Regions from separate parts of the Triticum aestivum genome. Here region 1 is linked to region 2. A link is a contact called in public Hi-C data. All regions are on one chromosome and are shown on one strand. Each heading gives the region's core, a stretch centred on a gene start, on an enhancer-like site or on the middle of the called end of the contact. The rest is flanking DNA. Distances are from core to core; before and after follow the strand shown.

The links. Hi-C and Micro-C count contacts between places; a contact is called where the count stands out from the background.
Region 1: a contact with region 2 is called in a Hi-C map of leaf, with 3 times the contacts expected there. The contact joins the enhancer-like site here to the promoter of LOC123097930 in region 2. A contact is called at or near these places in 3 of 5 Hi-C or Micro-C datasets (all in leaf).

Annotation. Positions count from the first base shown.
Region 1 is chr4D:362,356,555-362,361,139 of IWGSC CS RefSeq v2.1, forward strand. No RefSeq gene overlaps it. Among protein-coding and RNA genes, the nearest start is that of LOC123097931, 100 kb to the right of the region's middle. Within about 2 kb of position 1,522, at least 2 of the 8 cell types and tissues checked have an H3K27ac peak or open chromatin away from gene starts, as enhancers often do. A contact at or near this core is called in leaf, where this site is marked.
Region 2 is chr4D:362,144,634-362,149,074 of IWGSC CS RefSeq v2.1, forward strand. It overlaps LOC123097930 (AT-hook motif nuclear-localized protein 29), which reads right to left and starts at 1,782. Exons shown (of 1, transcript XM_044519777.1): 1 at 375-1,782. The coding sequence starts at 1,406. The coding sequence ends at 636.

The sequences.
Region 1 (4,585 bases), core at 272-2,771, 210 kb after region 2:
GGAGCCGCGCCGTCGGTGGTGGTGCGGGTGCAACTGAAATAAGAGGGAGCCGCGCAAGGTAAGGTTGATTCGGCGGCGCGGGTGGTGGGCATGATGGTGCAGCCGCCAGAAGCGATATTGTGCCTACCCTTGTCCTCTGAGAACGACGACAAAACGGGAGGCGGCGGCGGCGTTGTCCAACACTAGGGAGGAAGAATGGGGAACGGGAAGGGAGATCGAGTTCACGCCTCTTTTTTTTAGTAACAGAGACAGTACCTTTTTTAGCGAAACAGAGAGAGAGCACATATTGTCTGTGCGTGTGTCGGTCAAGTCCTTTTGCTTGGGCCAAGCCCAAAAATAGTGCAGAAAACAAATACAAATGTAATTTAATTTTCAAAAAAAATATCACCAAAAATTGATACTTCCTCCATTTACTTATATAAGGCCACTATAAAATATACATTTTGCATCTATACCAGGCCACCAACAGTAATTAAGGTAAAAATTAATGATATTTCTTGTACTAGTAACTTGTTTAATGCTTGCATGCATACAATCATAATGACACTTAGCTACTTCATCCACTCAGTTTTCTTGCATGCATGCAGCGTATTAATGATCCGAGTAGACAAGAAGAAAAGTTGACTTGCAAAACATGTATTAAATTTTATCTTTTACTTGTAATCGGAGTTTGAGGCCTTGTATATAAAAATGGAGGGAGTACTACTTTAAAAAATGTTTTGAAAAAATACAAAAAAAATCAGTTTTTTTTTTAAAAAGTGTTTTTTGAACAAGAAAAAATATAATCGATTGAAAGGCTATTCCATTCACAACTACTTTTTCATTAGATGAAAGTACAGAGCTAAATTAAGTCCCGGCAAACGATGTTAGGGTAGCTTCTTCACGTCCAAATTTTATGGTCCAAAATGCTATGCTCCGTGTAACCTTATTTCTAACGTTAGCCAGAACTGAATATTCAAAATGTTATGCCTAGTATAACCTTATTTTTAACGTTAGCCAAAATTGGATATAAGAAGTGTTGTGTAACGCCACATAGAGTATGCTTAATTTTTTCGCCTGTTGCACCCCATGGACATTTGTACTAGTATTATATAAGGAGCGAAATAAAATGTAGTCAAGCCAATGAAAATGGGTTGTTTTAGGCACAATTCGTGGAAGGTGCGGATCCATGCCTCCATCTACCCATGCTCTTTCTGAACGAGTGTTGTGGGCAAGCAAAACTTGCACTTTAGAAGCAGCTAGTTTCTCCGAACGCTTATACTAGCTGCAACAACTTACAAGTATGTCTTCTAGTGTTTTGTTTTGTTTGAATATACAGGACCATATTATTATCTTGGTTATTTTCCTGTGGCATTTAATCAGGAACAGTTCCACAAAGCTCGCTTTCCGGCAAGAGGATAAGCCCCGAAATAATGTTATAAGATAGGGACTGCGTCGCTGGGGACACGCACAGAGTAGTGCCTGCTGCCATACGTGCATGTTTGCCTTGACGTTATTATTATTAGGTTTTGCGAGCTACACCTGTTCTTGTCGTTCATCGTTTTTAAAGACCAGCTCAGGAGTTGCACACTGACCGATAATCCTGCTCTCTCTCCACTTCAGCCATCCATTCGGCCAAGTAATTCACCTCGTTTGAATATACATAATCAGTCAGCTTAATTAAATTGAACACATGGATAGCCAGCCTTCTAGAGAGTTGCTGTCGCATATATGTACTACTAGCACGGACACTGACGCTGCTGCTTTTACCACAAATGAACAAGCACTACATTTCCGAGCAGAGGCAGCAGCGAGGTCGCTGCAGGCGGCCAGCGACCGATCGAGCGCCGTGAGACCCTACCGTCTAGGGTTGGTATGGTAGTAGGGCCGCTAGGTTTCGTGTTGGTGTCGCACGTACATGGCATGGCCAAACTCCGACGGTTGGAGCGTTGCGATCGGCGACAGCGACGGCAGCGAGGCGACCTGTGTGGCCGCAGTCGGAAATAATGGCCCCGCACACGCCCAAGTGCATTGCATTGCATGCACCCCCCCTTCCCCCATGATCCCCATCCTGACGCTTCCTTTAGAAATCGGCACCCATTGACGTGACGTCTCGACATTGACTCGCTTCTCCGTAATCAAGGGTTTGATTTTGGAGGGTGAGAAAGAATCGCGCGCGCACAACTACTCATACAAGTCGACATCGTCCACGAGCCCTGGGGCCGGGGCCGCTCTTGTTTTCTTAACCACCAGCTAAGCTAGAAATGATGGATCCGTGTGATGGGGCGGTGTAACGTGTAGTGCTCCATTAGAGCACGAGCAGATCAGTGTTGTATTCCGACGGCATTATAAAGAGAGACCAAGAACAAACAAGACAGAGAGACCAAGGAAAATATTAAGGCACCAAATACAAATAAGGTACCGGGACAGCCTAACATCGGCGAGTGGCTACAATATGGAGATGGCGTTTTTACAGGTGTCTCTTTCCCTTGCCATTGATTCAATGTAATTAACCTTCGGCGGATTGGGAACACTCAAAGGAAAAAGATGACAAGTATGATTTTTGATGTAATTTTACTTTTTGTTGCCCTTTCTTGTTGGTTTCAATTTGCCAAAATAAATAAATAGCAGTGGCCCAACATGTATTTATTTTATTTGCCTTGAGTGTCCCAAGATATCATATCAGTGCAATGAGAAGAAACATACTCACATAATGTGACGAAATAAGGACCATTTTATTTGGTGGAGCTTTAGTTTTATCCATAATATAAACTTCAAAACCAAGCAAATTTGATCATTAAGGCCTTGTTCGGTTGCGTGTGGATCCGAGTGGATTGAAGGGGTTTGAGGGAGATTTAAACCTTTTATTAGTCAAAATATGAACCAATCCTTGCCAATCCCCTCCAATCCTCTTGGGGAGAGGATTAACCGAACAAGGCCTAAGGGGGGAGGGAGGTTGGTGGGGTGGGTGGGCCGGGGTGAAATTAGAATAAAAGTGCGAAAACCAAGAAGGAAAGGAAATTTTGTTTGGAAAATGAATTCCTCGTTTGTAAAACATTCATGTTATTCTGGAAGTTAAATTACAAAGTTTAGAAGAAAAAAACAATGATATGTGAGTTTTCAAAACCACTGTCACGTCGCCGGTCATACAATTTTGGCTTGAGAGGGGGGGGGGTGGTCTACACGGTATAAAAAGTTAAATGTTAATTAGTTTGATTGAAAGTTTAAAGATGAAAAATGAACTTAGTTTTTTGAGAAACGTGGTACACACACACACACATCCTATCCGTCTGAGCACCTCCGAGAGATTAACTCGTTAGATATGAAAAGTCTGAAATAAATCCAAACCCCTATGAGCACTTCTCAGATAGGACGTGCTACTCCCATAGGAGTTGATGAATTTTCCCAAAGAGGAAGAGTGATGTAGCATAGCAGTAGAAAATATTTCCCTCGGTTAAGAACCAAGATTTAATCGAACCAGTAAGAGTCTACAAGCTAACAAGATAAGCAGGACCTGCACACAAACAAAATAAATGCTTGCACCCAAATTGGCAAGGGGGTTGTCAATCCCTCGTCTTCCTAGTTGCAAGGTTGAAAGTAAATAGTGGTAGATAGTGTGGCAAAGCGGCAAAATAACAAAAGTAAATAAAAGAGCAAATTGAGTAACACAAGTATTGATAGAGAATGGACCCGGGGGCCATAGGTTCACTAGTGGCATCTCTCTTGAAAGCAGGTAATGGCATTGTAAACCAATTACTGTTGGGCAACTCGCAGAAAAACAACATTCATAACTATGATCATTCATGGTATAATCTTATATAGGCATCACGTCTGTGACAAGTAGACCGTAATGCAACTGCATTTACTACTATTACTCCACCCCGAAACCGCTATCCAGCATGCATCTAAAGGTATTAAGTTCAATGAAAAACAGAGGAACGCAATAAGCAAGATGAAATGATGTAGATAGAAAAAAACCTAGCAATAAGATCAATCACGTTGTTTTATCCTTAGTAGCAAAAAACACATAACGTGTCTTCTCCCCATTCTGTCACTAGAATATAGATCACCGTGAGGTTGGACCCACTACTATGCACCACTCCCTCTGAAGAATTGCCCATCTATCATGGCCAGAGAAGACAAATAACTAGAAAAGCATACACAGACACTTAAGTATACAACAACAAAAATTCAAAAAATCAATTATATTCAATGAACAATGTGATCATAGATCCACAAATCATTAGATCCCAACAAACACACCACAAGAATTACGTCGGAATGATCTCAGAGGAGATCATTGTATTGAATATCCAACATAGAGAGAAGAAGCCATCTAGCTACTATTACGGACCCGTAGGTCCTAAAGGAACTACACACATCATCATCATGGAGGCAACAATGATTGATGAAGAGGCCTCCTGTGGTGGCTTCCCCCTCCGGCAGAGCACCAGAACAGGGCTCCAGATGGGATCGCCTCGGAACAGAGGCTTGTGGCGGTGATAAAATTCATTCAGGTTTGCTTCTGAGGGTTATGGGAATTTTAGGATTTATAGGCGAAAGATTTAGGTCAAACGAAGGCTCTCGGGCCCCAAATGGGCAAGTG
Region 2 (4,441 bases), core at 532-3,031:
GTTCTCCCCCAGCCACTTCATCTCCCGAGCGCCGCCGCCGATCTCTTCTCCCCAGCCACTCCATCTTCCCGATTAGTTTTTTTATTAGTTTTTATATGTAATTGCGACTACTCGACTTAAATCCGCGAATATAAGCCCAAGTTTGCCGAAATTTGGCGTGTTTTAGCCGAACTTTGCGTAAATTTGGTACACAATTTTTTTTCCCGCGTCTGGGGCCGGCCCTGGGGGCGGCGGCTGGGGGCCAACTCGCCCAGGCCCATTTTTTTCGCCGGGTCACCCCAGACGGTGATTTTAGGCGCCCCCTGGGGGGCCAACGGCTGAAGATGCTCTAAGAATCGATCATTGGAAATTAGGAGGCGAAAACCAATTGATCATTGGAAATTAAGAAGCTAATTGACGAGCAACCATTGTTCGTTGGGTTCTTGATACCTGTAGGAATTTTACATTCCCAAGCTTCAAAGACGGAAGAGGAATGAAAACAAAAAAGGGAAAAAATATACCATACAAGTACCCATGCATGACATAGCACATTAATTAACAAGATAATGGAAGCTAGGCAAACGACTAGGGAAGAAGCAGAAAGCTAAACTAGCTAGGTAGAGGAACCGCGCGCGCGAGGATTCGCCGGTGCAGCGCTAGAATGACGTCGGCGGAGGCCGCGCCACGGCCGCCTGCCCCCACTGCCCGAACATGTCGCTGGGCGGCGTCTGCGGCACGGCGTACATCGGCGGGGGCACGGCGGCGCCCCCGCTGCCCTGCTGCTCCAGCTGCGTGGCGGCGCCCTCCGACCCGGACAGCACAGCGCCCTCCTCGGCGTCTTGATCCAGCGGCAGCCTCTCGTACGTGGCGTTGCCGAACGTGGCCGCGATCACCATGACGGGGCCCGACGCGAGCAGCTCCCCCATCACGCTGCCTCCGACCACCTGCCCCTGCCCGCCCGCGAGGTAGACGGCGAGCCCCGTCGCCCCGGGCGGCGCCGGCGCCGGGAGGAAGGCGCCGGACAGGGAGAGTATTTCGAACCGCCCCCGCAGGGCGACGGCGGCCGCCCCGGTCCCCGCGGGCTGGCGCAGCGTGACGTTGGTGACGGCGCCGCTCCCGCTGAGGACGGAGACGCCGCGCTGCCTGCGGCGGGAGAAGGCCGCGATGGCCTCGACGATGTCGGCCCCGCTGGCGATCTCCAGCACGTGGGAGCGCATCGCGTTGGGGCTCTCCCGCGTCACCACCACGGGCGGCTTGGGCTTGTTCTTGGACCCCGGGGGCCTGCCGCGCGGCCGGCGGCCCGACCCCGAGGACCCCCCGCCGGCCGAGGGCGGCGGCGACGCGTCGTCCTCGTCGTTGTTGCTGCCGGCAGGGACGTGGGCGTAGGCGTGGTTGCCCTGGAGCGGGTGGCCGTCCATGCTCCCCATCTCCTCGGCTTGGGCTTCGGCCGCCGCGCCGGCCGGCCACCAGTCTGCCAGCCCTACAATTTTCGCGGTCGTCGTCGAAGAACGAAGATGGCACAGCCTTAGGCTAGCGCCTCCAATGCAAGCAGCGGCGGCGGCGGCGGCAGTGAGTCTCTGGTTGCTAGCTAGTGGTTGTGTGGTATGGGACGGAACTATGGGCGTTGGCGTTGCTCTCACCGGCTAGGAGGAGTATTTATTTACGGCTCCTTCTAGAATTCGCTTCGCTTCTCTGCTCTCGTCGGCGCGGGCGCGGGGTAGCAGTCGTAGTCGCACTGGCACAATCAAAACCACTCTGCTACGATCAAACGGGAGGCTCATCTCTTGGCTCCCGACTGGGTACCGAGGCAGTATATATGCACGGGCAGATGTAACGGCACTGGTAGTACGTCGCGGTTAGTTAGTGAGCGCGTGGCCCAGTGGGCAGTGGCCACATGCGTACACACGTTAAGCAGTGTTTAGGAGAGGGAGGCATGGCCTTCTGATCGGGTCAGGTGGGCTTTGAAAAAATGTCGTGCAAATGGACGAAAACGGAACAGCTGCGCGCCGAGAGGCCTTTGGAAGCACGGAGCTGTTTAACCACGTGCTCCTTTTGAATGCCATGGACGAAGACCACGGAGTCCATAATGTCGTGCAAATAGTCGATTCCCGCTTTTTAGTTTGGAGGATGTGTTCAACACATATGACTTTACATGCATGTGCTCAATTTGAAAATCACACTTCTCTTGTGAAAATACCAAACGTCATATATTAGAATCGACTAGTCCTTATAAGACCGGTAATTCAAGTATGAGCACGGGCTCATCTACACCCGATGAACAATAATTTCATATAAAATAGTAACAAAATTCAAAAAATTCAGAATTTTTTAGGTATCGACTGTGATCGAGTGTGCAAGGAGGGTGCAAATTTTCGTGATGTTTGGGCATTCGAGGATCTATAGGCAAGAAAGACAAAATTGAGCCCAAACAATGTACTTATTCAAAGTTTCTTTCACAACCAATTTTTGTCTTTTTTGCCACGACCGCATCGAATGTTCAAACGTCACAAAATTTTGCATGCACATCACACGTTCAAGCATGTTGGATGCCAACAAATTTCAGTTTTTTTTGGATTTTATTGCTATTTTAAACAATTACTGTTCACGCCCATGTGCATATGCATATGGGCACTGAATCGCTTCCTTATCAGACCGTCATTACAGAAACTAAAAATTACATGCCAATCCTCGAAGAAATCAACGCCGTCTTCCTCCTGCACTAACAGGCAGCACGCGGCCACCTTCACGTCTGGACATCCGAAATACAATCGAATGTCCGAATGTCGCCAGACGGAGAAGGAGCCACATGATCAATACAAGAAATGACACCGTCCACTCCACCAGAAGACACCCTCAAAGGCCACCTACATAATATGGCTCAACCAGATCCACCACTCTTGAAGAACAACAACCAGAAAATTCCCCTCCCACCCTCTACGACACCGATGAGACCGCGTCGGCTAGATGCACCAGGAGTCGGGAACCTTATCCTTGAACCGCATGATGCCACCATCACCACCACAACATTGGTGTTGGGGAACGAAATTCCAATCCTAAGAAATCCAACTATAGTGCCGCAGCGCAAATCCGAGGCCCCACTCTCTCCTGTTGACATAGCAAAATGCGGAGGAGGAGGGGATCCATGACCTCGTTGGCAGGAGCGGTGGCGTTGTGGTGCATAGGGTTTCAAGAGTGGGAGACGGCTTAACAACACCTCTGGCTAGGTTACCGAAGTCAGGTTACAAATCACATCTGACAATATTTTGAACCCAAAATATATAGGCGCTCAATTTATTTCGCATTGTGTACATATACCAAATTGCACACTTTCTTTCTAACTTTTAAATTCGACTATAACTTTTTGAATATAACCAGGTGAAAAATGGACCGGGATCCATCTATCCGACCTTGAAATGTTTAACTCGGTAAGGGGTTGCGTCAGGGTGACCCTCTTTCCCCTTTGCTCATTGTCATTGCCATTGACCACTTGCAGCAACTGCTTGCCAAAGCTGTTGGGTTCTACGCTAGGGTGCATAGACTGCAAATTAAAAAATTTCCTACGCGCATATCAACCAGAAACAACGGGAGATGGATCACAGATCGTTACCACCAGACGCGCAGTGCCGTGTAGCGGAAGTAGAGTTGGGGCAGCGCGTCCGCGGGGTTCGTGTCCTCCTCGCCCAATCTCACTCGAACAATCGATCGTTGAATCCCACATACTGGTTCATCGGAGCGGCGCAAGTGCACCGCCTCTAACGGTATGCGCGCGTGCAGGAGGAACACCGTGCGACGGACTGCTAGGTCCGATCACACAGGCGACAGCGAGTGAAGGTGGCTATTCGCAACACATGCAAAACCTAGTGACGGTGCCGAAGTGATCAACTGAATGAGTGTGCCGCACCTCCACTACATATAGGCATCCGTCATGGGCTCAACACTTGGTCCTCGCACGGATCCTCAAGCCCAAAGCCTGTTCGGCTTGGATCCGAGTTCGAGTAGGATCACATCTGACTCGTGGAGTCGGCTCCGGCCTCACAAGTTCCTTCCCTTAAATGCGCGACCCCTTAGGTTCAAGTCGTCTTGGTCGCAGGTCGGATCACGTCCTACCTGCTCAACTGGTAGCGGCCTCTAGCAAGGCGTGCCGACCACCAAGTAGACAATGAAGCCGGTTGGCGAACCTGTACAACATGTCACACTTCTGCTTCCTTTGTTTCCTTTGACACACAATATATGTTGTTGGGCTCAAGGCGAGTCTGCAATCCTTGTGCTAGCCCGACCTCTTGTTCCAGTGATGCCAACCACAAACCGGATTATCTCATAATCCTTATCGCATGGCCATGCTTATCTTGGTCGGATCACACAAGGGGCCCGGAGTATATCTCTCTTGATCAGAGGGGAAAATCCCATCTTGCTCGACAATGTCTCGCAACATGGGTCTGGACAAGCCCGAAACCTACCTTTG